7 separate regions of the Mus musculus genome follow, and all the other regions are linked to region 1. A link is a contact called in public Hi-C, HiChIP or PLAC-seq, Micro-C and promoter capture Hi-C data. All regions are on one chromosome and are shown on one strand. The core of a region is the stretch at or near the end of the contact, and the rest is flanking DNA. Distances in the headings are between cores, read along the strand shown. Region 1 holds the start of Igfbp5 (insulin-like growth factor binding protein 5). Region 2 holds the start of 6030407O03Rik (RIKEN cDNA 6030407O03 gene). Region 3 overlaps 6030407O03Rik (RIKEN cDNA 6030407O03 gene). Region 4 overlaps 6030407O03Rik (RIKEN cDNA 6030407O03 gene). Region 5 overlaps 6030407O03Rik (RIKEN cDNA 6030407O03 gene). Region 6 has its middle 65 kb from the start of C530043A13Rik. Region 7 holds the start of Mreg (melanoregulin).

What was found. Promoter capture Hi-C pulls out the DNA fragments that hold promoters and counts their contacts. Hi-C and Micro-C count contacts between places; a contact is called where the count stands out from the background. HiChIP or PLAC-seq counts read pairs in DNA pulled down with a chosen protein or histone mark.
Region 2: a promoter capture Hi-C map of embryonic stem cells shows a contact between it and region 1, with 12 times the contacts expected there. The contact joins the promoter of 6030407O03Rik here to the promoter of Igfbp5 in region 1. A contact is called at or near these places in 12 of 39 promoter capture datasets (the SN4741 cell line, cranial neural crest, embryonic stem cells and 6 more), 3 of 15 datasets of contacts at CTCF or cohesin (embryonic stem cells and stem cell-derived epiblast-like cells), 27 of 484 Hi-C or Micro-C datasets (LSK cells, the N1E-115 cell line, Sertoli cells and 14 more), 29 of 115 datasets of contacts at active chromatin or transcription factors (SST interneurons, bone marrow-derived dendritic cells, craniofacial prominence and 13 more) and 1 of 9 other capture datasets (embryonic stem cells).
Region 3: an H3K4me3 HiChIP or PLAC-seq map of craniofacial prominence shows a contact between it and region 1, with 8 times the contacts expected there. The contact joins the enhancer-like site here to the promoter of Igfbp5 in region 1. A contact is called at or near these places in 12 of 39 promoter capture datasets (the HPC-7 cell line, cranial neural crest, embryonic stem cells and 6 more), 1 of 484 Hi-C or Micro-C datasets (cerebellum), 14 of 115 datasets of contacts at active chromatin or transcription factors (astrocytes, craniofacial prominence, differentiating embryonic stem cells and 10 more) and 3 of 9 other capture datasets (adipose tissue, embryonic stem cells and macrophages).
Region 4: an H3K27ac HiChIP or PLAC-seq map of heart atrium shows a contact between it and region 1, with 13 times the contacts expected there. The contact joins the enhancer-like site here to the promoter of Igfbp5 in region 1. A contact is called at or near these places in 10 of 39 promoter capture datasets (the 3T3-L1 cell line, Sertoli cells, cranial neural crest and 5 more), 8 of 484 Hi-C or Micro-C datasets (the N1E-115 cell line, cortical neurons, embryonic stem cells and 3 more), 16 of 115 datasets of contacts at active chromatin or transcription factors (craniofacial prominence, differentiating embryonic stem cells, embryonic basal ganglia and 11 more) and 1 of 9 other capture datasets (embryonic stem cells).
Region 5: a contact with region 1 is called in a promoter capture Hi-C map of neural stem cells. The contact joins the enhancer-like site here to the promoter of Igfbp5 in region 1. A contact is called at or near these places in 12 of 39 promoter capture datasets (the 3T3-L1 cell line, cranial neural crest, embryonic stem cells and 7 more), 10 of 484 Hi-C or Micro-C datasets (embryonic stem cells, liver, nephron progenitors and 3 more), 19 of 115 datasets of contacts at active chromatin or transcription factors (VIP interneurons, craniofacial prominence, embryonic basal ganglia and 12 more) and 2 of 9 other capture datasets (adipose tissue and embryonic stem cells).
Region 6: a Hi-C map of uterus shows a contact between it and region 1, with 2.4 times the contacts expected there. The contact joins the enhancer-like site here to the promoter of Igfbp5 in region 1. A contact is called at or near these places in 14 of 39 promoter capture datasets (3T3-L1-derived adipocytes, the C10 cell line, the HPC-7 cell line and 9 more), 10 of 484 Hi-C or Micro-C datasets (the G1E-ER4 cell line, the N1E-115 cell line, embryonic stem cells and 6 more), 17 of 115 datasets of contacts at active chromatin or transcription factors (SST interneurons, craniofacial prominence, embryonic forebrain and 10 more) and 3 of 9 other capture datasets (adipose tissue, embryonic stem cells and pancreatic islet).
Region 7: a Micro-C map of embryonic stem cells shows a contact between it and region 1, with 4 times the contacts expected there. The contact joins the promoter of Mreg here to the promoter of Igfbp5 in region 1. A contact is called at or near these places in 2 of 39 promoter capture datasets (the 3T3-L1 cell line and pre-B cells), 2 of 484 Hi-C or Micro-C datasets (the N1E-115 cell line and embryonic stem cells) and 1 of 115 datasets of contacts at active chromatin or transcription factors (large pre-B cells).

The regions. Positions count from the first base shown.
Region 1 is chr1:72,873,397-72,876,212 of GRCm38.p6, reverse strand. It overlaps Igfbp5 (insulin-like growth factor binding protein 5), which reads left to right and starts at 1,348. Exons shown (of 4, transcript NM_010518.2): 1 at 1,348-2,407. The coding sequence starts at 2,074.
Region 2 is chr1:73,863,090-73,865,905 of GRCm38.p6, reverse strand. 6030407O03Rik (RIKEN cDNA 6030407O03 gene) reads left to right here and starts at 1,440. Exons shown (of 9, transcript NR_045311.1): 1 at 1,440-1,531; 2 at 2,790-2,816.
Region 3 is chr1:73,770,548-73,773,363 of GRCm38.p6, reverse strand. The region is part of intron 6 of 6030407O03Rik (RIKEN cDNA 6030407O03 gene); the gene reads left to right. All of the region lies in intron 5 of Gm29183 (a long non-coding RNA gene), which reads left to right. Among named protein-coding and RNA genes, the nearest start is that of Gm29183, 55 kb to the left of the region's middle. Within about 2 kb of position 1,338, at least 5 of the 459 cell types and tissues checked have an H3K27ac peak or open chromatin away from gene starts, as enhancers often do. A contact at or near this core is called in craniofacial prominence, where this site is marked.
Region 4 is chr1:73,692,228-73,695,043 of GRCm38.p6, reverse strand. The region is part of intron 6 of 6030407O03Rik (RIKEN cDNA 6030407O03 gene); the gene reads left to right. Among named protein-coding and RNA genes, the nearest start is that of Gm29183, 130 kb to the left of the region's middle. Within about 2 kb of position 1,398, at least 2 of the 459 cell types and tissues checked have an H3K27ac peak or open chromatin away from gene starts, as enhancers often do. A contact at or near this core is called in heart atrium, where this site is marked.
Region 5 is chr1:73,641,586-73,644,401 of GRCm38.p6, reverse strand. All of the region lies in intron 7 of 6030407O03Rik (RIKEN cDNA 6030407O03 gene), which reads left to right. Among named protein-coding and RNA genes, the nearest start is that of C530043A13Rik, 110 kb to the right of the region's middle. Within about 2 kb of position 1,486, at least 31 of the 459 cell types and tissues checked have an H3K27ac peak or open chromatin away from gene starts, as enhancers often do. A contact at or near this core is called in embryonic basal ganglia, neural progenitor cells, neural stem cells and 3 more, where this site is marked.
Region 6 is chr1:73,593,789-73,596,604 of GRCm38.p6, reverse strand. No RefSeq gene overlaps it. Among named protein-coding and RNA genes, the nearest start is that of C530043A13Rik, 65 kb to the right of the region's middle. Within about 2 kb of position 1,409, at least 7 of the 459 cell types and tissues checked have an H3K27ac peak or open chromatin away from gene starts, as enhancers often do. A contact at or near this core is called in the N1E-115 cell line, hippocampal neurons and uterus, where this site is marked.
Region 7 is chr1:72,210,833-72,213,648 of GRCm38.p6, reverse strand. It overlaps Mreg (melanoregulin), which reads left to right and starts at 1,342. Exons shown (of 5, transcript NM_001005423.2): 1 at 1,342-1,632. The coding sequence starts at 1,538.

The DNA.
Region 1 (2,816 bases), core at 99-2,598:
GGAAGAAGAGAGTTGGAGAAAGGGCAAAAGCCCTGCCCCCAAGAACTCCCCAGAGACCATCACTTGATCATGTCTTTTCTTACCTGTGGTGGGCAGTCTACAGACCACCTATCATGTCAAATTAATTTTTAAAACAAACAAAAAAAGCTAAAGCCATCATATTCCTTCTTTCAAAAATTAGGTTTTCTTTCATTTTCCTAAGGGAAGAATGGTCCCTAGTGCTGACTAGCGATCTGGGGCTTCCTGTGGCATGGTGAGGATTTCTCACGTGCAGGCTCCAGGATGCTACCTTGGTACATATTAACCCTTAAACAAGGTCTCCTGCAGCGAGGTACCTGCTCACTCCAGGATCTGCCTACCCCACAGAAATGCCTCATTGTCAACCCAAGAAGGTTATCACTTTATCCTACCTTCCTTCCATTTAAAAGGACATTTAAGGTGTCCATGAGGACACCAGATAAAACTGACAACCCACAGCATTTCCTCCAGGGTCTCAGTCACTACTCCCAACAAAGCTGGGGAGGGGGGTGGGGTGGAGGGCGTTATCCCTTCTTGAAAGTGCACATAGCACGCTCACACTCAGAGAGAGAGAGAGAGAGAGAGAGAGAGAGAGAGAGAGAGAGAGAGAGAGAGAGATTCCCTGGTCATCTATATAGGTGAAGGAAAATGACCACTGGCTTTAACTAAAATCAGTACCCCACCAGAACAATAATGACAAGCCCTTGCCATAATCCCTCTGCCCCTTTTAATGGGGGAGGGGTCTACACACGCGCCCGCACTCCTTTTCTCTTTAAATTTATCTCAATGCCCCTCACCAGCTACTGTACACTACTTGTCCTCCAAACACAAACACACAGACAGACAAACCTTCAGTGGTCTCTTAGACACTTTTTTTTCTAAAGTTGGAAAGGACTTCTTGGGCAGGGTATACACGGCTAATAAGAAAATGTGACTCCTAACAGCCAGTGTCCGGGCTAGTTGTCGGAAAACAGACTCGCTCCATTGTATTCACCCAGCTTCTGAAGAGTACTGCCATCCACTCCTCCCTCCACCTTCTCCCTACTCTCCTCTGTAGCTCGCCTGTCTTCGCCCCCCCCCCAAAGCCCTTTCCGTACATTCCGTGAGGAGGAGGGCTCTGTGTAGGGAGCGAAGGGGAGCCCCCGTGTCTAGAAGGCCTCTCTTCCCCACCCCCACCCCGTGTGAGTTTGCGCTGCAAAGCTCCTTGGCATCCTTGCATGGGTTGGGTGTTGGGGAGCTCAAATTGCAGCTACAACTGGCTGGCAGCCAGGGGCCGTCTATTTAAAAGCGCCTGCTCGACCAGAGCCCGCAGTCTCTTTGGAAACTTCTAAAAGAGCTAGGAAAGAGCTGCAAAGCTGTTTGGGCTTTTTTCCCCCTTTTTGTTCCTTTTTGTTACCCCCCCCCTCGGTCTGCACCCTTCTCCGGACTTCACGCAGAACCTGCGGGTTTCGAAGAGGTGGTGACAGAGCAGGTGTTGGGGTCCAGGTTTGGTGAGGTCTGGGTTTTTGCCCTTTTTCCCCCCTCGATTTCAACATTTTCCCGATCTTGTTGTCAGCCGCCGACGCCTCTTACCTGTTCTGCGGCAGCAGCGCAGCTGGCCGCTGAGACCGAGCGGAGTGGGGTTGCGTTTTAGATTTTAAGCAAAGGGGGGAAAATTAAGCCCAATCCATTTTTTTCTTCACCTCCTCCCTTTTCAAGGCCTCCAAGCTAATTATTTCTGTTGCTTTGGAGTGAGCAATTCTGTGGTTCTCTCCACCACCACCCCCAATTCTGACCCGATCCCGCCTGGGGGTTTCTACGGTCTCCGCTCGCTCTGCGTGCACCTGGCGCGCCTCTTTTTTTCACCCCCAACCTGTTGCAAGTCTTTAATCCTCGCAATTGGGACTTGCGTGCAGGCATCTGAATCCTCCTTGCCTCATATTTTGCAAGTGTTTGGGGGAGAGCACCTGCTCTACCTGCAAGAGATTTAAAAGGAAAAAAATCTCCAGGCTCCCTCTTTCTCCACACACTCTCGCTCTCCTGCCCCGCCCCGAGGTAAAGCCAGACTCCGAGAAAATGGTGATCAGCGTGGTCCTCCTGCTGCTGGCCGCCTATGCCGTACCGGCTCAAGGCCTGGGTTCTTTCGTGCACTGTGAACCCTGCGACGAGAAAGCTCTGTCCATGTGTCCCCCCAGCCCTCTGGGCTGTGAGCTGGTCAAAGAGCCCGGCTGTGGCTGCTGCATGACTTGCGCCCTGGCGGAGGGACAGTCGTGTGGCGTCTACACGGAGCGCTGCGCCCAGGGTTTGCGCTGCCTCCCCCGGCAGGATGAGGAGAAGCCGCTGCACGCCCTGCTGCACGGCCGCGGGGTTTGCCTCAACGAAAAGAGCTACGGCGAGCAAACCAAGATAGGTGAGCGCTACTGGGGTTTCAGTTGCACGGCACAGGAGCTGGGGAGGGAGGCACCTTGGATGGGTGGGGACCGGGGACCGATTGGGAACCCGCGCGCTTTGCGCGCGCAGCAAGTGGCTTAGACCCTAGTAGCTCCTGAGAGTAGATGGGGTGGGTCCTTGCACCTCACACTTGAATCCCTGGCAGAGCAAGCTATCCTAGGCGGCTGTCTAACCGTCTCTACCAGTTTACACTTCATCTCCACCCCAACCCGACCCTCCCCCACTCCTAACTCGTGGCAATTCTGACTCTGAGCTCCTTTTGAGTCTCAAAGTCCAAATCCCAAGAGAATCCTCTCTGAAAAAGAACAGGTTAAATTATCAACTCCCTTCTCCACCCCAACCCCGTACTTTTCTCCCTAAACTTTAGA
Region 2 (2,816 bases), core at 191-2,690, 990 kb before region 1:
CTCACAAGTCCTTAGAACTGTGTGAAGTCTGTTTCCGGAGATGAGTTCCCCCTTTTGGCTGGTGCCCTATTTTTCTCCCAGAATAAAATTCCTGGGGAAGCCCTCATTTCTCTGGGGTCCATTGCTTCCGTCGTCTTATAGAGCAAGAGACATAATTGTCTCTTTAGAATGTCTTCATTTCTGCAGGGCCAGTTACACTGACAAGATGGAGACAGTAAGCTCTGATCTACTTCTTATAAAGACACAAATGGTATCATGGGGTCCACCCCCCACCATCTCATTAAACCTAATTACCCTTCAAAGCCCCACCTCCTAATACTATCCTATCGGCGTTAGAGTTTCAGTGTATGACCCTTGGATAGACAAAAGCATACAGACCATAATAGTCTCCCTTTCCTTCTTCTCTTCCTACCCCCCCTCCCTCTTCTCTCTCTGACTCCTGTTTTTGTTGTTGCTCTATCTCCTGTATGTCCCACTTCTATCTCTTTGGGAGATACTGGGATCACCATTCCTAGTATATTGCTTATTTGCTATGTTAATCATGAGATTCGTTGAAGCAAAACCAATCTCACCATTTTGGGGCAAGCTTAAAAGCAAGCTTTATTAAATATTAAATACTGACCAAGATAAGGGCTTTGGTCAGGACCATTCCTGAAATTTCTCAGCAGAGAGTGGCCTTGAGCCCTGGGTTATGTTGAAGGGGTTTATAAGGACAAACCTATAGGTCATGGTACTTTCCCATGAGGCTTTGTTATTTTCCAAGAACTACAGTTCCCAGCATTCTAGGAAGTTACCTGTTGTCCTGAGCAGATAGGGCTTACAGGTTAAATTTGGGCATTACATTCCCCCTGGTGTTGCCTCTCAAGTCTTTGATCCTATGATGGGTACTTGTTTATATTTTAGATCTACTAACCATTAGAGTTACTATCTAGAAGGAGCCTGGACATGGATGGGAAACCAGTCATTTATTTTATCTCAGGTCCCTTTTTGCAATGTTTCTTGAGTACAGCCAAATTATAGTCCTGAATGATTTGTATAGAAATATTTTTAAAGGCACATAATACTTTTTATTTTGCATAAAGCAGGTTAAGTATCCTATCATATTGTAGAACTATTTTAGTTAATAAATCTACGAGTTGACAAATCTGGGCCCATTTTTCTGATGTGTCAGTCAGCTTATAGGTAGCCATTTTGTCCTCTATGCCACAGAGTTTCTCTTTGACTTAGCATTTTCAGCCTGTTAGGTGGGGTAACAGACAACATATTTTCTTCCGTAACTACTTCCAGCTGACATTAGGGTGTTGTTGCCAGGGCCCCAGAAGACTGAGAGGCTAGTGAAAGGCTGGACAATGGGGCATTTGTCAGAAGCACTGGATTGGCTGATCCAGCTGAAGGCACAAGGAGCAATCATGTTGGCTGGACTGGTTTACATAATTTTCAGCAAGTCCAGAGCTCTGCAGTTTGCATCCCTGGATGAAGTCTGTCAGCCAAGTGAAAATCTGTTGAGACAAATATAGACTCGGGACAGAAGGTAAATTTTTGTGTTACCGGGGAGGGGGAGGAATCCCAAGACCAGGGGAAACTCCATTCTTAGGGACAGACAGATACAGAAACTCAGGCTGTACTGTCCGGAGTCCATTTGACTCTGGTAGGTGGATCCAAGTCTTACGACTTCTCTGATTCCCTGAAGCTCATGCGAATTTTCAGTTCATAAAAGGAGATAGATCAGCGTTGCCATTTTATTGAAATTCACATGGTAGGGAAAGCAGTTGATGGGACTCTGTGAAGCAGCAGACTTACGCCTTTGAGTCTTAGTAAGAACTGTAGCATTTTTCTCTGAACATGAAAAAAATTTTTTTCTGTTTAAAGAGCCAGGTGTATAATTGGATAGAGATATTTTAACCCAATAAAAAGCACCTCTAAGTCTATATCTAGAAGATAACCAAAGAAAACTCAAAATCCTGAGCTTGTGACTGAGTAGTAAAACAGCTGGTACTTCATCAAATCCTGACACCCCCCCCCCCCAAATTTCAGGGCAATAACAGCATAGAATGGAAAAGGAATCCGAAACCTTTTTTATTTCTATATATCCACAATCATTTTTGAGATCCTTATAACTTATTCAAGTTTTTTTTATTCTCAAATCTTTATATATTTCAGAACGAAATTTTTTCATCTAGTCATTTACCAAAGACATAAGTACTCGTTATTGAAAGCAGTCATTGTAAAGCAGGCTTCTTTAGCAGAAACCATCTGAAACCTGTTTATTCTTTAATATGAAGCTCATGGGCAAGGCGAACCTGTTTGTCTTCTTTTAAGAAGAGACCTAGTAGCTTTAACTAGTGAACTGGTTAATGAACGGGGCAGGTGAGGCTTACAGGTTAATTTGGGGCATTCCACCTGTATCCCCAACTCCTCTGTAATCTCCAATGCAGCATCAGTTAGTTCCCTGGCTCTTTGCACAGATACCCTGCTCGCTGTGCATGGCTAGTACATTGCTAAAGAGCATTCACTGTTAATCGTAAACGAAAGATTTACAGTCTCCAGATTTTTATTTGCTAAGTTTAAAGGACCACTCAGCTTCATGTCCCATCATCCCTCAGTCCCAGGCTTCAAGTGACGGCTCAGTCTCAGTTTCCCCTCTGGCCAGCAGGGAGTGCTTTCCTTTCCCACAACAGGTGTCGATATCTAGAAAGCTCCGCCGCTGTCACCTTCCTGTTGCTCCATCGCTATCTCAGAGTGCTAGCGAGCAACACCAAACCTCTGCTTCTTTCTTTCGCTTCTTCTAGGATCCCGGAGGCCCTCACCCACACCAT
Region 3 (2,816 bases), core at 89-2,588, 900 kb before region 1:
GAACATAGTGGAGCAGGTGTTCTTATTACCAGTTGGAATATCTTCTGTGTATATGCCCAGGAGAGGTATTGCTGGATCTTCTGGTGGTACTATGTCCAGTTTTCTGAGGAACTGCCAGACTGACTTCCAGAGAGGTTGTACAAGCTTGCAATCCCACCAGCAATGGAGGAGTGTTCCTCTTTCTCCACATCCTCGCCAGCATCTACTGTCCCCTGAATTTTTGATCTTAGCTATTCTTACTGGTGTGAGGTGGAATTTCAAGGTTGTTTTGATTTGCATTTCCCTGATGATTAAGGATGTTGAACATTTTTTTCAGGTGCTTCTCAGCCATTCAGTATTCCTCAGTTGAAAATTCTTTGTTTAGCTCTGTACCCCATTTTTTAATGGGGTTATTTGAATTTCTGGAGTCCAGCTTCTTGAGCTCTTTGTATATATTGGAATAGGGAACAAAATACCCATGAAAGGAGTTATAGACAAAGTTTGGAGCCAAGATGAAAGGATGGACTATCCAGAGACTATCCTACCCGGGGATCTATCCCATAATCAGCCACCAAACCCAGACACTATTGCATATGCCAGCAAGATTTTGCTAAAGGGACCCTGATATAGCTGTCTCGTATGAGGCTATGCCAGTGCCTGGCAAATACAGAAGTGGATGCTCACAGTTATCTATAGGATGGAACACAGGGTCCCCAATGGAGAAGCTAGAAAAGGAGCTGAAGGGGTCTGCAACCCTATAGGTCGAACAACAATATGAACTAACCAGTACCCCAAGAGCTCTAGCTGCATATGTAGCAGAAGATGACCTAGTCGGCCACCAATGGGAAGAGAGGCCCCTTGGTCTTGCAAACTTTATATGCCTCAGTACAGGGGAATGCCACTGCTTCATGAATGCATTGAGACATCCAGACATCTAGCAAGGCCATTAGATGTAACTCCTTTCTGCCCTATGTTTCTGATAGTTGTCCCATCTTCCATTGGAAAGCAACTTTCTAATGACCTTCTCTGCCTTCCAGATGTTCTGGGCAGTATGGGAAAAGACAATTTCTGCAGCAGCCTTTCCAGGACTCTGATAGAACTCTAAAGGGGCTGGGGGGGGGGTTACAGCGTGGGTTGGCTGTAGGAGAAGGGGACAGAGTGTTTCAAGTGGTTTCCAAACCATAAGGAACACACAGTGCTTGGCGTCGGCTCTGGGAGACCTCCCTTTCCATCTATGGAACAATGAGAATGAAATCTCTTAATCCTTAGGAAAGAAAACAGCAAGGAGAAGGGAAAGCAGAAGGCAGAGGGGGAGTGTTTATATTTGAAAACTGTCCCACAGCTGCCAGGCAAAGGGCTCTGTTGCTGCTGGCCCAGCTGGCATGAGTTTAGAGTCTGTATTTACCTTTCTGTGGTTGTCGGGATAGTTTCCTGAGCTATGCAGCAAGATCTTATGTCAGATAGCCCCTCTGTGTAAGATGATATTCTAGCGTGTTCGGGGCCACTGTGAGTTGACCAGCTGTTGTATAACCCCGACATGGAAGCCGTGGGCAGAAAACAAACTTGTCACACTCAGGAAGTGAGGAGGGTCTCCTAAGCAAATAGCTAATTGGTGAGGTAGCCTAGACCCTTCCCAAATAGGTCTCAACAGTCCACTTATTTTATTATCTATTTTAAAATTCTTTTTAGGGAGGAAAAAATTTTAAAAAAGTGAAAAACAAACCTAAAACTAAGGTCCTGAGTCTTGAAAAATACCCTATGAATTAGGGTCACAAGGAGAAATGTCCAGAGTCTATGCAGTTGGATGGAGTCTCCTCTGTGGATATTAATTTTCCCAATGTTCTGTCTCTTGGCTCATTTATCTCATTCTAGAGCCCTGCCTTAGTTCTGGAACTCATTGTCTTGATCCTCAGAGCCTTTCATCCCAACACCTTCTATAATGCAGAAACAATGGAGTGGGATGCCAGCCCACGTTGGGTAGCTAGGAGTCTTTGTCATGGCACTTTCCAAGTGACACTATTGTTAACAGTGACAAGACACATCCTGCGTTCTGGTTACTTTTCTGCTGCAGTGATCATATTGACCAAAAGCAACTTGGGGATATACAAGGTTTGTTTTGGTTTACAGGTTACAGTCCCTTGTGGAGGGAAGCAAGGGTAAGAGCTCAAAGTAGGAACTGGGAGCAGGAACTGAAGCAGAGGCCATGGAGGAGTGCTGCTTATTGGTTTGCTCCCTCTGGCTTGGCTTATGCAAAGCAGGGACACTCGCCCAGAGGTGGCAATTAGCAATTAAGAAAATACCCTACAGACATACCTATAGGTCAATCTGATAGAGAAAATAGCTCAATTGAGTTTCCTTTTTCTGAACCATGTCAAGTTGACAAGTAAAGGTAACCATGACAACCTGCTGGGCATCCTGGCTCCAGTTTGCAGTTTGAGGCCTTTTGGGTGGCAGTGGGAAGCTGGGCTTATTTTGTGACTTACTTCTTGTTCAGCAGAAGGTAGGGAAAATAAGGACAGTGGATAAAAAGGTGGCTTCTGACTCACCCCCTGTCATTGGTCCCATTGTCTGGAACTCTGGCACACAGCCACAGAGAACTGCTAAGAGAAGACAGAAAACGTAGCATATCTGTGTGTTCAGGAAAATGAGGAAAAAGAGGAGAAAACCGGACAGTTATGCCATATCTCCAATAGTCCGTAAGTAGGTTAACACGTCAGGAGTCTTGTCCGCTCAGTGCTGGCTGTCCTGACCCCATTGCACAGGTGCGAGAGTGTGTGCAGGAGGAGTTGCCCCACGCCGTCACAATTTGTCTTTTATAAAGCACAGCCTTGTGTTCT
Region 4 (2,816 bases), core at 149-2,648, 820 kb before region 1:
GGGTCCTTTATAAGTATTTATAAAACAAGAATGCATGACAGCTATGTAGGATCTCTTTAGGGATGGAGAAGAAGTCACAGGCAAGCACAGCAGTTGCTTTCCTTACTCACTTTATCTCTCTTCCAATACTAATCATAGCTCTATCACATATTAAGTCATTTCTTCCATATACATTTCATATCTACCTAGGAAAACACAAAGACTCCTAAACACCCCACAGCACTATTTTTAAGCACTCTAAATTTAAGTTCTTAATGTTATTCAATATCCAGTTAGTGTTCAAACCTCTCATAGGGTTTGCTTTTTTTAATCTGAATTTCAGCTACATACACACACACACACACACACACACACACACACACACACACACACACACACACAATGAGATGCTATTGTAGTTTGAATAAGAATGTTTGCCATAGACTCTGAGTTTGCTCACTTGATCCCAATTGGTGGTGTTCTTCAGAGAGGTTAAGAGGGTATGCCACTGTTGGAGGAGGTACACTACTGGAGGTGGGCTAAAGAGTTTAAAAGACTGGCTCCATTTCTGGGTCACTCTTTCTGCTTTGTTCTTGAGGTTTAACAGATGAGCTCTCATCTTGCCACTCCAACTGCCATGCCTGCCTGATGCTACACTTTTCCCACTATGATGGTGATGTACTCTTAGGATGCTGATAAACTCTTTCTTCTATATGTAGCCTTGGCTACAGTTTTTTATTTTTTGTTTTTTTTATCACACTAACAGAAGAGTAAGTAACATGAGTGCTTTGTGCCAATAGCCACATTTCCCCACTGGTGATAATATATGTAACAAAACTCCATTATCAAAACCAAGAGATTAATATAGACATAACAGTGAATGAGACTGATTTGGCTGTACTGACATGCACTTATCTTTCTGTCTTTGTGCTTAATTGTTTGACATTGTACTCTGTGTCTACCTCATAAGACCTCTGGCTTAGACCACATACAGGACTATTGCTACCACAATGGAATTCTCTTAGCCACACCCTCCCTTCTCTTCCCAACCCTTAAATATCAGTGATCTGTTCCATATCTCTACAGTTTTATTTTTAGAAAATGTTATATAAGCAGAATCATAAAATATGGAACCTGTTGATGTCTCTGTGTTTTAAATGGTGTTTTAGGGAACTCTTTACATGATAGAGAATTTGTAACAGACAAATTTGGAAGATCAAATTCCAGCCTACTAAACACATGGCCATGCATGTGGGTGTTCATTTATTCAACACATAGCTATTGAAGATCTGAGATATGCTGGTAGCACAGTGGTAGATAAGAAGATAATTGTTTTATTGTGACTGTGGCTGTGCTCTGTGTCTGGCTGGTTGGGAATGTCAGAGTAGTGTCTACAAGTCATAAAAGCCTTGGTTCTCTCAGGAAGGGGATGTTAGGTTTGGCCTGGGTTTCGGTCCCTGTTCCCTTTTCTTCTCTTGTCTGGGCTCGTCTGACTCCACCCATGTAATCAGTCTGTCTCAGTTTATTCAGAATCCTCCAACAAAATACCATAGAGTGAATGGCTTATAAACAGAAATCTATTTCCCACAGGTCTGGAGACTTCAGGGTCAAAGGCCAAGGCACCAGTATATTCAGAGTATGGCAAGAGCTTGCTTTGTGCCTTCTCATTGTTCCGTATGGCAGACGGGGTCTAGCTAGCTCTCTGAGACTAATTTAGGAGGATGCCAATCACGACAGTGAGGACTTTACCCTTCTGACCCAATCATCCAAAGGCTCCGCTCAGCTCCTAGTACAGTCAACTTTGGAATCAGAAGTTCAGCATATGAACCTCCGAGGGCATAGACTTTGGGTCGGTTGATGCCTTTTAGGCTTTTGAGCCAGTCTTGACTGAAAGCAGGAGTGACATCAATCTGTCTTAGAATTTGGCCCTCGAAGGCTGTGCTCTGTTCTGCCACCACACGGACTGTGGATCTGTGTCTCACCGAGTCTCTCCAGTGTAGGCCAGTGTTTGCCCAGTGCTCCATCACTGTAGACTCCCATGTAAGCCATGGTTAGTGACCACTTTGTCTTTAAGACCTTCTGGGATTAAATTTATCCTAACTAATCTTAGCACACAAGGATATTGATGCCACATTGGTTCCTGTCAACCCCTGGCTAGCCTGTCATACTTTTATTTACCATAGGATTCTGATTCCCATTTTCCAACCTCCAATTGGTTTTCAACCCTCTGTCCTCATCTCTCCATGTATAGGTACTTCTTTTTTGCCTTTTCTTTTGTATATGAAATTTCCCCTTCCATCTTAGCCTCAGTTTACATACACTTGTTTACCTGTCTTCAGAAGCATTTACTTTCTGCTTTTGGATCCTCAAACTGTGACACCCCACTGGATCATAACTATGGTCATTTCCTTCTTTATAAAAATATCTATTCTTGAGCTAAATCATCAATAGAGCCAGTTTAAATAATTTCTTTCCTAACTAGAAATAACACAGTATAGAAAAAAGGGGGCAGAATGTGGCCTGGTGGAGTTAAAATTATGGGAGGGAATATAAGAGACTCAGGTTCTGATCTTACTCATCATCGTGTATAGATAGGTCTACTTTGTACTGTATTGAATTTGATTGTTTTATTTTAAACCAGCTCTTTGAGTTCCATTGGAAAAAACCATTAAATGAATTTTGGCTTGAGATTAGAATAGTATTTCCGGCAATTTCCGAATGGCCCTTAACATATCTCCGTAGTTTTATGATATATATTTATATAGAGTGCCACACTCAACATTCCTGATTATAAAAATCAGAATTCCAGTCAACTTTGGGAAACTGTGAAGATGCTC
Region 5 (2,816 bases), core at 237-2,736, 770 kb before region 1:
AGAAACCCTTCCAGCAGAGGGCTCGCTGGTGGGACAGCTGCTGTTTATCTTATTTTTAAAAATGTAGCATTTTATCCCACTAAGTGGTTACAACTCCTAGTTAGTGGTAAGACATCAGTAATGTTTATATTTATTCTCAGATGTTTAACTTAAACTCAAAGGGAAGTAGTTTAGGTATAAAAAAGGGGAACACACACACCCACACCACGTAGGAGGCATCCTCCTTTGCATCTGCACTCTCATACCTACGGAATGAAATCACTTTACAATGACTTATTGTGTCACAGGCATGTTTCTGTACCCTAAGCTACAGCAGTGTCAAAAAAGAAGTCATCAAAAATTATCCTCTTAAAATAAGTGTAAAACTTCCTCAAAGAAATTGTTGTGCCTCAAAATCCCTGGCCCCCTGAAAAACTTTTCGAGCAGGGTAGAAACATTGACAAGCTCTCTAAAAAAAGACAGAAGTATCAAAACGTGACAATGCAGTAAGCATTATAATCTTGAAGAGGACCAGAAGAGATTCTCATGGTGAGAGACACTTTAGGCAACTGCCAAGAAGAAGGGCAGAAGGAAACAGGAGGAGGGCAGACTGCCAGTGCTGCATTCAGAGAGGGGAGTAAGGAAAGACAAGGGGAGACAGAGTCAGAGGCCAGCAGGCTGGGGGCTCACTGATCAGGGAATGGATTTCGGGGTGAGGGAAGCACATGGAAGAAGAGTTCCTGGGGGTATTTGAGAGTCTTTGTGAGGGAGGGGATTTGGAGAAAGAGCATAAACGCTGAAGTGTGTGCCTGGATGAGCTGAGTTAAATAATCTGAGTTTGGATTTCGTCGGTCAATCTGGGGCAATGGGTTTCAGCGAGCTGCTTTGGCCTTTGAAGGGCTAAAGAACTGGAAGGTTGTTTGGAGAACACCAGACTTCCATAATGACAGTTATTTATTTATTTATTTATTTATTTATTTATTTATTTATTAATGCTCTATTCTTGGCGACATTCAGAGCATCCTGTCCAGAAGATAGTACTTCCACCTCCTACCTGTGGAAACTGCAGAGTTAAGGACTCTTGGCAAGGAATCTCTAGTAAGTAGTTAAATCACCATTCAAATCAAGGCTTGTCTGACTCCTAAATCATTCCTTGGTTTTTTTTTTTGTTTGTTTGTTTGTTTTCTTTTTTCTTTCTGCCTTCCTTGATATTTTTAAGACTGAAGCTCTCTGAGGAGGCTGGAAGAACTGAACTCTAAAATCCGAGGTAGACCAGTTAGAACCACAACACAAATGGAATATTTTAATCCTGCAGTCCACCCCCACTCCCACCCCGCTCCCCAGTGGAGATTTCACAGTGGTCAAGGTCAGGGATGGAATTGTCAGGGCTGAGTTAAGAGAGAGACAGGATACTTAATGTAATTCGTGACACATAATCGAGTAGCCTCCTTGCTTTGACATGCAAATGTCCAAAGCAGGACATCAAACAGGCTGGCCTCTCGGCCTCAGCATGCTATTCTGGGATGCTAAGAAAGCCAGCGTGTAGCTTATTAGACCTGAAAGAACAAGTGTGAATGCAGGCTCTCACTTGCCAGGGCTTGCTCAAAAGCCATGACCAACTTACAGCTTGCCTCCCCAGATTCCTTAGTAGGCCTTAGCACTGTAGCTCCGTGGCTCTCAGTCTAGTTCCTATACCGGTGACATAACAGAGGAGGGACACAGCAAGACCAACTCTAGGATAATCATCAGGGAGTTGGGCTCTGTAAGAGGGAAGCCATAAGGCTTTGTGACAGTAGGTCAGGCTCCCACGGGACACTCTTCATCCAGTGGGAAAAGTCTGAAGCTAAACTCAAGTCTTCTGGACTCAGTTAAAGATGGTTTACAGACTTTGCCTTCTAGAAAATAGCAAACCAGGTGTCTGCTCAAAGCTGAGAGGTCCTGTGAAGACACCTGGGTATTGGGACACTACCATAATTTTTACAGCAGAACCAATGCACTTAAAGCATTGTGGTGACTGGGATCCCAGAGCTCTGTAAACTGCAGAGTTGTGATTCCCAGAGGAGACTGTGAGGCAGATCTCAGCATCAGGCTGGTCATGTGCACCTGCTCAGTAAATGGAAAGAGAATGGTTTTCTGCAAAGTAGGGTCTTAATCGGAATTTGCAGAGGCTCTGGTATTCGTTCCTGTTCTATTCACAGCTCTCAGGAATAATTCACCCAATTTACTCTTTAGGTTACCAGCAAGTGGCTAGTGTTCCTTGAGGACTGGTTGTGTTCAGGGACACACACGGGAAGGCAGATGACATAAATAACAGCGGTGTGGCTTCTCAATACTGTTCTTCCAGGTGTTATTCTTGAATCTATTAGTTGTGTGACACATGGCCAAGCTTAACTCCCAGTATCTAACAGTCACCTCACATTGAATAAATGAGGAGAAAGAAAAGAAAAAGGAAAAACAAAACAAAACAAAAAAACCCAACCCAACAACCTAAGTCTCGGACAGGAAAAGTCACCTGTCTGTGGTGGACACAGACCTAGAACCTTCCTGACCCTACCTGACCCTAGACTGTCTGGTTGGGAAATCTACGGGAGGAAGATACAGCAAAGATACAGAGGGAGGGAAGACGCCTTGGAAATCCAAACATGCAAAGATCTTCTACCAAGCGCTAGTAGAAGTTTCCTGGAGAGAACCACGTGGAAGATATTCTGGGGACCAGCCTTTTGGTGTATCACCCGAGGCCTGTTTCTGTCCAACATTTCTAAGCTGTCTCAGATGGGTTGCGCACATCCCTTGGTCACATTAGAGTCTGCTTTGGACAGGTCAGGATATGAGAACAT
Region 6 (2,816 bases), core at 160-2,659, 720 kb before region 1:
TAGATATTTTCTTCATTTACATTTCAAATGCTATCCTGAAAGTCCTCTATATCCTCCCCCATCCTGCTCTCCAACCTAACCCTTCCCACTTCCTGGCCCTGGCATTCCCCTGTACTGGGGCATATAATCTACTCAAGACCAAGAGCTTCTCCTCCCAACGATGGACAACTAGGCCATCTTCTGCTACATATGCAGCTAGAGACACGAGCTCTGGGGGTAGTGGTTAGTTCATATTGTTGTTCCTCCTATAGGGTTGCAAGACTTTATTTTTTTTAATTTCATTTTTGTTGTACATTTTGAAGCCCTTTAAACATCAAAACTTTAAAAAATATGCCATGATTCTTGAAAAGGATTGCTTTACATGGACAGCTTTCATACCCACTCAGTTTGCTAACATTAAATACAAGTTTGCAAAGGGGTAGGGCACAGATGTAATAAGAATGTTTTTTAATATTAATAAATAATTACCTTAGCATATATTCTCTGCCCCATACATTTTCTAATATAGTTAGAAATTTCTTCACCATCAGAGAAAAGAAACACTCTATGTTAGAAGACTTTCTGGCATTCAAACAAAAATGGGTGCATAATAAATATACCACTGTGTGCTTTCAGACCTATGGGTTCTAGGTTGATAATTCTCAAAGGGTTGTTCTGTTCTTGTCAGGACCAAGTGGCACTTGTGTCAACTGCTGGCGCCACATCCTTTCCAGCCTGTGGCAGCCTGCTCTGGCCTCAGAGATCAAGTATTCAGTGTTGTAAGTGTTACCCTCAGGTTCACCTTATGGCTTGCTCCTAGCTTGGCAAGTCGTGATTATCACAGAATTGGTACTTTTCCTGCCAGTCAATCATTTTTTAGAGACTCAAAGAATTAAATCATTTCTGTATACTAATACCAATGAACTTTAACCATTTCTTGAGAAATAAACTTGCCTTTTTTAAAAAACAAAAAAACAACAAAATGACCTTTGATTTGAATTGCCTCTTATAATCATCCATTTTGCAAACTTTGTGTTTTATTTTCTTGATAGGCAAAATTCTCTCTCCTATATTCCCTTCATATTTCCTGTGAGTCCCTTCTTCATGTTCTCTGGGCTTCCCTCCATAGCTATAAACAGGTATGCCACCCTTATTCACCTTGTTCTAGAGGAAAAGCATTGAAACCAGTCCAGAAACAAACTACACGCATCCAGGCACACATGCGTTCCCTTCTTGCCATAAAAAAAAAAAAAAAATGATTCTGGGTCTTAAAAACCTTGGCCTGGAAACTTTCCTGGGTCCTGGATCAGTCAATTATCTTCCCCAATTATCTTCCTTCACATCTCATAGCAGACAGTTCTATAAATATCCTGCTGAGCTGACCCAGGGACGACCAGGAACTGTGAGACCATGGCAATCAATCGTAGGCTTTGGCTTTTCTGACGTCTCCTCCCTGCTTTGTGTTATTTTCTTCTCCAGCGTCCCCCGGTCAGCACAGAGAGGACTGAAGAAGTGTTCCTCCTAGGTCAGGAGGCATGCTGAGGGTGCGCTGGTCATTTCAGGCCACTTTCCGATTCAAAACCAGGGATTTCAACTATGCCTGCCAAGAGCACCTAGTCATTTAGGGTCAATCGCATCAGCTGCCCTGCTCTGCTCCATGGTAAATGGGGAGTTAATTGTTTTCCTTCCAATCTGAAGAGCCCTCAAGTCTGTTCATGGCTGCCAGAAGGAGGATCATTCTGGTTCCAGGTCTTGCAAGTTCTCTAGAGATATCAGCCATATGCGATTTTTAAAAGAAGAAACTGTTTCGATATTTAGGTATTAGCAACTAATAAAAAAAAAACAAAACAAAACAAAAAACACTGAGAACTAAACTTTCTATGGCCCTGGTAAAATATGTCTCAATCTCCGGGTCACTAGCGGTGACCTCCAGACGAAATGGTATTTAGAACCTCTTCCAGGACTGAAATGTTACACTTTAATTACCCAAATGTTCTGGATTGAGGAAAGAACTTGTGTTTGAAAATGAGGAAGATTTTCCTGGCTTTCGGCTCTTATATTTTGAAACAGGTGACCAAGGAGAATTGCAAAATACCCTCCAAGTAACCTTGAAGAATAAGGCACCTCATTGAGTCTGGGATTTGTTATAAACAGTTTCCAGGCGGGAGATGGGAGATATGTTCCCTTGCTATTCTTTTCAGTTGGGGCATCATGAAAATGGTCTTTTATGAGTTTCATTTCTGATGTCCTCAGAGCCTTCTTGGGGAAGAAGGGGGTGGTAGTTTGGTTTCTAATTCCCAGGACCTTCCCAACTCGGTTCCTGGAATCATCCTGGGGGACTCTATAAACTGAGATTTAAAGTTCCAGCTTGAAGCCGCCTCTCTAAGGTTTAGATTGGGTTTCATAACTTGGAACTGAAGTCAGGGCAGCAGTTGGAGTGTGGGTGAAAATGTCTACAGCTCTGCTTGTCAGCACGCTAATGCAAACCAGAGAGGCAGTAAATACAGAAGATGAGCAACGGACGGCGGCAGGGAATGGAGACTTTCACCCTCACTTGATTTTCATAAAGAGTCTCCCCTTAAGAAAATTTTCTGGGATAAATGACCCAGATCCATTTTGCTTGTGGATTAAAAACACCTAGGAAACCCACAAACATCTTTTATATGCAATGTGTGCTCAAGGCCGGAGTCGACAGTTCAACAGGCAGAGAGAATGCAGTTTAGTTACTGAGTGTATCAGGATAAATACTAGGTCTCTTATTGCAAAGTAACCATAGTAAAGTAAACACATCACCACCCCTAGAAAGAGACAGAACATAAAGGCCAGAGTGCCAGACA
Region 7 (2,816 bases), core at 93-2,592, 660 kb after region 1:
GACACCATGACCAAGGCAACTCTTCTAAGGACAACATTTAATTGGGGCTGGCTTACAGGTTCAGAGGGTCAGTTTATTATCCAGGCAGGCATGGTGCAGGAGGAGCTGAGAGTTCTACATCTTCATCTGAAGGCTGCTAGCAGAATACTGGCTTCCAGACAGCTAGGATGAGGGTCTTAAAGCCCACATCCACAGTGACACACCTACTCCAACAGGGCCACACTTTCTGATAGTGACACTCCCTGGGCGATCACACCTTGTATTTTATATTGAGTATAGGGTTTGTATGCCAGAGTCTAAATTTGAATTGCACACTGGAAAGCAATTTGGCAGGATTCATTAAAATTAAAGGGGTGGACTGGAAAGATGGCTCAGTGGTTAAGAGCAATGACTGCTTTTCCAGAGGTCCTCATTTCAATTCCCAGCAACCACATGGTGGCTCACAACCATCTGTTATGGGATCCAATGCCCTTTTCTGGTGTGTCTGAACACAGCTACAGTGTTCTCACATATGTATAAAATAAATCTTTTTTAAAAAAAAAATTAAAGGGGCATCTTATGACACAGCAAGTCGACTGCCACATCTTTATTCAGTTGGTGTAGAAGCTCCCAAGTGCAGCAGTTCAAGGATGTGCACTGCAGCCCTCAGTACAAAAGGCTGGGATTGGTTAACATGTTCACCATTATGTTCACGGTCTGGTTAAATAACACTGGCATCGGTAAGATTAGGTCTGCGTTAGGAAGACAGAAAGATACACATACAGTCTGCATGACATCAGTGAAAAGAGCCAGGCACAAAAATGTGTGCATGGGAAGGGTTGGAGGGAGAAAGGGAATGGTGAGGGTGGGTGGGGCAATGCAATGTTTTAATTTCAAAAGATAAAAACAAACAAACAAACAAAACCCCAAACAAAACAAAACCACAAACATTTGGTGCGGTAATCTGCTGCTTGGACATAAAAAAACAAAAGTGGGATTTCTGGGGGCTGGTGAGGTAGATGGCGCTACACAAGACAGGATTCTGTTCCCAGCACTCACATTGTAATTTACAAAAATAAATCTCTTGTAATATAACAGTTGTAGAACTCACAAGCGGTTGCTTTTTTTTTTTCCCCTAAGAGTGTTCAAGGGCTGGAAGTTTGAAAAAATAAAAAAACTTTTACAAAGCGTGTATTGTGGGAGACCATTTCCTTTGCAGAGAAGCCAATTAAAAGGACAGTTGGGTTCGGCCACGCGCAGCAGACCCCTGCTGCTCAGCGGTCACCTCCGGGGTTCTGCGGGGCGCCTGGAGCGCGCTCGCTCCCTAGAGGGCAGCCGTGGGCGTCGCAGGACGCATGCGCTCGGGCGGCACCCGGGGAATTAAAAGAGAGAGGGAAAAGCTCCCGCGGCAAACGCGCAGCTCGCGTCCCCACGGCCGGCCGCGGCGTGATGCGCACGGCCCGGCCCGTGACGCCGCGGCCGTCCCTGTCCCCGTCCCCGCGTCCCCGCCGCCATCGCGCGCCCGGCTCCGGGATCCCGGCGCCGGGCCTCGCTCCCCATGGGGCTGCGCCGCTGGCTACGGAGCGCCTGCTGCTGCTGCCCGTGCCGGTGCCTGGAGGAGCCCGCGCGGCCCGAGAAGGAGCCGCTGGTCAGGTGCGTATCGGGCCGCCTCGCGGGGTGGGGACCCGGGTGTCGTCTGAACCGGGGAAGGGGTGCTGTGAGGTCACACCGCGGTGCCACCCGGCCCCCCTCGGCCCCGGTCTCGCACAAGACGATTTAAGCTCCGGATCCTTGGTTCAGATTTTGTGTGGCTCCTCGGAGGCAGCGGATGCCCCTGGGAAACGCCACTGACTGCTGCAGGGGAAAGGGCCGGGAAGAGAAGTTTCCAGAGGGGGTCTCATCGGATGAGACGGACGAGCGTGGGTTTCCTTGGCACTGAGATGAAAAAAAAAAGTTTGGCTATCTCTTCCAATGTCATGACCGAAAGAAGTCGATTTCAGTGACTGAGGAAATCTTTCTCGTGATAAAACTATGCGTGCTGTACCAGTGACAGCCAATTGACTGTTCGGGGGTTTAAACTGAAATGTGGGGACATTTAATGCTCATTAGCTAATGTGCTAAGAGGCTTTGTGAAGGAACCCTGTGCACAGCTTTGCTTGACTTTTTTTTTTTTTCCCCTAAAGCGATACTTTAATATACGTATAAGCACGAGGGGTAGAAGAAAAAGGCACTCAGAAATAAGACATACCCAAGCGTGGTTGCCGGCTCCTAGAGAGAGAAGAGATAGGACTGTGATTTTTATTTTTCCTTAAAATGTTGGTTTTTTGTTTTTTGTTTTTTTCTTCCTCCCTATCGTGAGTTTGCTGAAATTAAGTTCCACCATGCCAGGTTAACCTTATCGAATGAGGTCCCACCAAGTCGTGCCCCAGGGAACAGAATTGAAATTAGGGCACAGGATGTAGGGTGGAATTCTAGGCTTGGTGAACAAGCGCAGAAGCCAGGACCCCTTCCTTAAGGGACACGCAACGAATCCAATCCTGCTTGCACAACTCTGGCAGAAGCAGCAAAGCATGGCTTTACCTTGCCCTACTCTGTCAAGTCCAGACACTTCCCCTGACTTTGCAGAGTTACATAACCCATCCTGCCTGTCTGCTCTTATTTTCCAGCGCATTAAGCAGGATGTACTTGCCCCTGTAGGAACAATCTACTCTTAGTCCCTCCAAGCTCCTGGCCAATGGTGACCTTTTGCCTTCTACCCTTTCCTAAAGTGGCCTTGTGGCCCCTTTTCATCTCCCTTTTGCGAGTCAGGACTTGGAATTATCATCTTGTTATCTGGT